Regions from separate parts of the Mus musculus genome. Here region 2 is linked to region 1. A link is a contact called in public HiChIP or PLAC-seq data. All regions are on one chromosome and are shown on one strand. The core of a region is the stretch at or near the end of the contact, and the rest is flanking DNA. Distances in the headings are between cores, read along the strand shown. Region 1 holds the start of Atpif1 (ATPase inhibitory factor 1). Region 2 has its middle 14 kb from the start of Med18.

What was found. HiChIP or PLAC-seq counts read pairs in DNA pulled down with a chosen protein or histone mark.
Region 2: a contact with region 1 is called in an H3K4me3 HiChIP or PLAC-seq map of bone marrow-derived macrophages, with 2.2 times the contacts expected there. The contact joins the enhancer-like site here to the promoter of Atpif1 in region 1. A contact is called at or near these places in 1 of 484 Hi-C or Micro-C datasets (bone marrow-derived macrophages), 6 of 115 datasets of contacts at active chromatin or transcription factors (the SCID.adh cell line, bone marrow-derived macrophages, embryonic stem cells and 1 more) and 3 of 9 other capture datasets (adipose tissue, liver and pancreatic islet).

The regions. Positions count from the first base shown.
Region 1 is chr4:132,533,916-132,536,941 of GRCm38.p6, reverse strand. Atpif1 (ATPase inhibitory factor 1) reads left to right here and starts at 1,528. Exons shown (of 4, transcript NM_007512.4): 1 at 1,528-2,203; 2 at 3,007-3,026. Dnajc8 (DnaJ heat shock protein family (Hsp40) member C8) reads right to left here and starts at 1,383. Exons shown (of 9, transcript NM_172400.3): 1 at 1,279-1,383. The coding sequence starts at 1,356.
Region 2 is chr4:132,448,590-132,451,615 of GRCm38.p6, reverse strand. No RefSeq gene overlaps it. Among named protein-coding and RNA genes, the nearest start is that of Med18, 14 kb to the left of the region's middle. Within about 2 kb of position 1,640, at least 4 of the 459 cell types and tissues checked have an H3K27ac peak or open chromatin away from gene starts, as enhancers often do. A contact at or near this core is called in bone marrow-derived macrophages, where this site is marked.

The sequences.
Region 1 (3,026 bases), core at 279-2,778:
CAAAACTAAATTTAAAAAAATATAATAAAAACACAAGAGGGCTAAATCAGAGTCCGTGCTGATTGTCAATGTTGCACCGGGAAGCACAGGCCTTTCTTCTCTGTTTCCTGCCTGAGGATGTCAACTGCCCTGCCTCCATTTTCCACCAAGATGGACCAAAATTTCTCCAACTGTGAGCAATGCAAAATATGCTAACAATGTGAAGGAAAAAAATATTTCCTAACATAAAAAAAAAATTTTTTTTTTGTTTTTGTTTTTTGAGACAGGGTTTCTCTGTGTAGCCCTGGCTGTCCTGGAACTCATTCTATAGACCAGCCTGGCCCTGAACTCAGAAATCCGCCTGCCTCTGCCTCCCAAGTGCTGAATTAAAGGCATGAACCACCATCGCCCGGCTTACAAGTATTCTTATAAGCACAAGAGATAATGGCTCTGGTCCCAGCACTTTGGAGGCTGAAGCAAGAGGGTCCAACCTGGGCTACCAGAAAGTACTTAATTCGAAAACGACTGCTTTATAATTTTCAAGCTGCTTTTTTATACACGAAACCCTTTAATCGTCGTGAAAACTCTTACAATGTTAACTTGCCAGTGTGGGAACTGATGTCTTGAAATTTCAACAGCAGTTAGGCTAATTGCCTTGCGAGAACGCAATATGTGGGCCTCTGACGCCAGATAGCTAACTTTAACTCAGTTTATTCATTCATTTAATCAACGGATATATGCGAAACATCCACCACGCATTAGGCACTGGCGATGCAAATGTCAACAAGGCTCAGAGCAAGTTCACTCCTGTCCTACCTGACACCAAGAACGTATGCACCCTCTTAAGAGGTTCGTCATGTTAAAGATGGAGGGTTCACATACGCATTCTTGTCCCGATGAACAGTGCTCAGCACTGATAAGACCGCAGAAATCGCCACTCGCACAATTCATGGCAGAGGAGTGGGACAAGGGCCTCCTTCCTGTTTACAAATAAAAGTGGGTGCGCCGCAGCTCGGCCTCCGCCAGCCGGAGACTCCACCGCCAGCAGGCTGCACCGCGCGACCAGCAGCTCGCCGGGCCCCTCTCCGGGTCTGGGTCCACAGGCCCAGCCGCCCCGCCGCGTTCCGGGGACCTCAGTAGCCACAGTGGCGGTCGCGCATGCACTCCGCAGCCGATCCGCAGTCCCCAGGCCAGACGGCGCGGGCCAACGGTCCCAGGAGGCGCCTCGCCGGCCCCAGCCGCGGCGGACGAAGCCGGAGCACGGTCGTCCTAAGGCCACCATCCTTACTCCGGGCTCACCTCACTGTAGAAGGTCATAAATGCCTCCTCTGTGCTGCCTCCGCCACCCGAAGCACCACTCTCTCCCGAAGCCGCCATTTTCCCGGCTAACCACCACGTGACCGTTCTGCGCAAGCGCAGCCTCACGTAACCACCCAAGCCCGCCTTCCCGGACTCCCCGCCCGCCAGCTGAACTTAAAGGGGCCGAGACCTCTTTTTTTTTTTTTTCGGTTTTAGTTTTGGTTTTTCAGAATAAGGATAAAGTTTCATAGTGTTGCCCTGGTTGTCTCCAGTCTCTGACAGAAAGAAATCTGTTGTCTCTGGATATACCTATTATTATTCTGGACATTTCCCATGGATGGAATCTACTTATACAATTCTTATTTAGGTTTTTTTCATGTGACAGTTTTTTGGTTTTTTTGACCCAGGATTTCTCTGTGTAGCCTTGGTTGTCCTGGAATTCTCTCTGTAGACCAGGCTGACCTCAAACTCACAGAGATCTACATGACTCCCTGGAGTGCTGGAACTGGCCTGGGTAACCACCATGTACCAGTTTTTTAAGAGTTTATCCCAGTGGAGCCTATCCTGGTACTCCAGAGGCAGAGGTAGGCAGATCTTCTGAGTTTGGGGCCAGCCTAGTCTCTATAGTAAGTTTCAGGACAGCCAGGCCTGTGAAAAAAAAACTGTCAAAAAAATTTTTTTTTTTTTTACTGCATTTTATGGTGGCATCCAATTCCTCAAAGGTATGTCTATGCTATGATTTGTTGACCTCTTCAGTAGTTCAACATTTGGGGTCTTCTCACCTTTGGACCACTGTGAAATAGTATTATGAAGCTGGACATATGCCTGTAACCCCAACTCTGGGGAGGTGGAGACGGAAAGATGAGAAATTGGCTTCTTCACTGCGAGTTTGAGGCCATCCCGAGTTACAACAGATCTCATTGAGGTAGGGACAAAATCGGAAAATGGGATGGAAGCAATTATGAGCATGCATGTATAAGGATCTGTGCTTGGAGTTTGTTATTTAATTTTTAAAATTATACTTACTTATTAGTGGGGGCACAGTGTCACAATGCACATGGAGAGGTCAGGGAGAACAACTTTCAAGAGTCCGTTCTCTCCTTTCACCATTGGGGCCCAGCACTAGCCCTATGTGTGGGGGGCGGGGGGGGTGCGGGGGGGGAGTGTATGGGGGGGTGTGGGTGTTTATTCGTTTGTTTCTGAAAACAGGATCTTGTTATGAAGCCCTGGCTGGCCCAGAATTCCCTTTGTCGAATAGGCTAGATTAAGCTAGATTAAGCTCTTCCTGTGTGCCTCAGGAGTGCTGGGATTACAGGTTTGTACCACCAGTTCGCTTGATGTTCTTTTCAGTGTCCTTGTAGCCCGTCACCAAGTTATTAGGTCCATTCACCGACACATTGATACAGTTCAAAATTACTAATTCACTACCTACTAAGGCTCTGATGGCTTCACAAAGTAAACTGTGAGAAAGAACTCAGAAGCAAGGATAAAAAAAAATTGCTGTCAGGATGACTAGGAAGGTCAAAGAAGGGTTTCTCTGAGAAAGTGACATTTAAGGTGAGAGAAGGCACTGCAGTGGCAATATAACCAAAGAACAAGAACACCTCTTAAGAGATAAACACGATTTCATATGTATAAACAGAGGTTTGAGGTCGATATCCAGGCTGTCGGCATCCTAGGCATGGCTACCACAAACTTTGTGTTTCCCCAATCTATTCATGTCCATAGGGCTTGCCATCGTGTACATT
Region 2 (3,026 bases), core at 391-2,890, 85 kb after region 1:
CACATGTGTTGCCGCAGACTATTCCCTTTTTTGGGTCTCCTATTTGCATGGAACAGGTCTCTGATGGCAAGTGGGTGAAGGAGTCGGCGGATGACAAACAGATACGACAGGAGAGAGTGTGTAGAATCTGAGTGTAATGTCATAAAGTGAATGCCAGTCTTATATAATACAGAAAACAAAGGGGTAGGATATCACAGCAGGCAAAGTACACTGAAGTTATCTGACACAAAACAAAGGAATGACTTCAAAGGACTTATAGGAACCAGGTAATATTTACAGTAAAGATAGAACAGCCCTGCCTAGGATCAGCTAATGACAGCTAAGGATTTCACACCCTAGTCACAATTTGTGCTACGCCTTTGGGCCTTGTGAAAGCTAGCACCAGGGGGTTCTGCTCTAGCAGACCTTCTCATGAATAATGCAATATCACAACTCCCCCTATTTCCTAGGCCTTGATAAATTCTTATATATGAAGGCAACTTGGCTGTACTTTTGAGTATTTGTAGGGAATCTCCATTTGTCAGAAGAATTCACCAACTTGCTTCTAATATGCAATGTAGCCTACTATACCTGGCTGTAGTGAAGATTCTAAGTATACTTTGCTAAGCTTGCCCTGAAATATCTAACTCTTATGTAGTAAAATACTGTAAGAAAGCATGTAAGACGCTCCACGATATTGCAGGGACAAATCTGGGGCATTTTAGCTATGGGAATGCTATGGTTCCAGGAGGCTGAGTTTCCTTGAAGCTCTTTGCCTCAGGACTGCTTCCAGGTTTTTAGGCCTGCCAAGCGAGTCACTACTGCAGTGGATGTAGCATTTGCAATGTGTATATGTATATATGTGCATTAAGTATATGTGCATATGTGTATTTCTATATATGTGTACATGTGTATATGTGTATGGTGTATGTGTGTACATGTGTATGGTGTATGTGTGTATGTGTGTATATGTGTATGGTGTATGTGTGTATATGAGTATATGTGTATGGTGTAGAGTGTATATGTGTATATGTGTAGGGTGTAGGGTATATGTGTGTATGTGTGTATATGTGCATATGTGTATTTGTATATATGTGTACATGTGTATATGTGTATGGTGTATGTGTGTACATGTGTATGGTGTATGTGTGTATGTGTGTATATGTGTATGGTGTATGTGTGTATATGAGTATATGTGTATGGTGTAGAGTGTATATGTGTATATGTGTAGGGTGTAGGGTGTATGTGTGTATGTGTATATGTGTGTATATGTGCATATGTGTATATGTATATATGTGTAAATAGAGGCAGGTCTCTGTGAATCTGAGGCCATCCAGCTTGGTCTGCAGAGTGAGTTCCAGGACAGAGAAACCCTGTATTGAAGAAGAAGAAGAAGAGGAAGAAGAAGAAGAAGAAGAAGAAGAAGAAGAAGAAGAAGAAGAAGAAGAAGAAGAAGAAGAAATATATGTGTGTATATATTTAGTATTTAGGCTGGTTTAAATAAAGATGCAGGGGTCATCACAATGGCTCATCGGGTAATTGTGTCAAGCCTGGTGACCTGAGTTAAGTCCCTGGGACCCACACGGTAGGAGAAAACCTACTCCCAGAAGTTGTCCTCTGACTTCCACATGCACACTGTGGTATGTGTACACACACTCACCACACCCAGAAATGACTCAGCTGGATTGAGGATCTAGCTGAGTTCGCAGAGCACTTGTGTTGCATGCAGAAGGCCCTGGGTTTGATCCTTGCCTTATGCCTATAATTCCAGCACTTGAGAGATGATGGATATAGAAAGAGCAGAAGCCCAAGGGCATTCTTAGCTATACAGGGAGTTGAAGGTCAGCCTAAGCTGCATGAAGGCCTGTCTCGAAAAGAAAAAAGAGGGTAGGAGAGATGGCTCAGAGGTTAAGAGCACTGACTGCTCTTCCAGAGGTCCTGAGTTCAATTCCCAGCAACCACATGGTGCCTCACAAACATCTGTAATGGAATTTGATGCCCTCTTCTGGTGTGTCTGAAGTCAGCTACAGCGCACTCGGGAACATAAAATAAATAAATTAATCAATCTTAAAAACAAAAAACAAAAAAAAACCCAAATCTCTCAGCATTTAGTGCTCCAATTTATGTTTAGAATATTTCATTTTCAAGTTATTTATTTACTTATTTGTGGTGTGTATGTGTGTGTGTGTTTGTGTGTGTGTGTGTGTGTGTGTATTAAATTTTCATATAATAATAGGCCTAAGTAACACACCCAAGTGAGGGATGTGTTGTCTCCAGAATCCAAATAGGCCCACTAAACGTTGTGCTTCTTTCTTGGTTGTAGGAGGGGCCAGGTGCAATAACTTATCTTTCACCTTAGAAGGAATATCTCTGCATGCCCCACACCACTGGACTCCTAAGAATTTCACTGAGGTAGATGGTCCTTGAATTTTGGTTGGATTTATTTCCCATCCTCTGATACGCATATGTGTTACCAATGAGTCCAAAGTGGTTGCTACTTCCTGCTCACTTGTTCCAATCAGCATAATGTCATCAATATAGTGCACCAATGTGATATTTTGTGGAAGATCCAAACGATCAAGATCCCTTCTAACTAAATTATGACACAGGGCAGGAGAGTTAATATATCCTTGAGGCAAAACTGTGAAGGTATACTGTGTGTACGTGTATGTCTCAGGTGTCCTCAGAGGCCAGAAGAGGATGCTAGACCCTGTGGTGGCAGAGTTACAGTTGGTTGAGAGTCATCCAATATGGGAACTGGGAACTGAGCTCAGGTCCTCTGGTAGAGCTACAGGCAGTCTTAACCACTGAGCCATCTCTCCAGCCCCCCTTTCTAGCGTTTTGTTTTTCTCTGTGAGACAAAGTCTCACACATGATATAGCTTCAGCTGGCCTAGAACTGGATATGTAGATCAGGCTGACTGCAAACTCATGGAGATTTCCCAGTCTCTCCTTCCCAAGTGCTGGGATTAAGTCCATGTGTCATCTTGTCTGGCAAAATTTTCATATAATAATACTATTATACAATTACTTATAAGTTCTAATTTT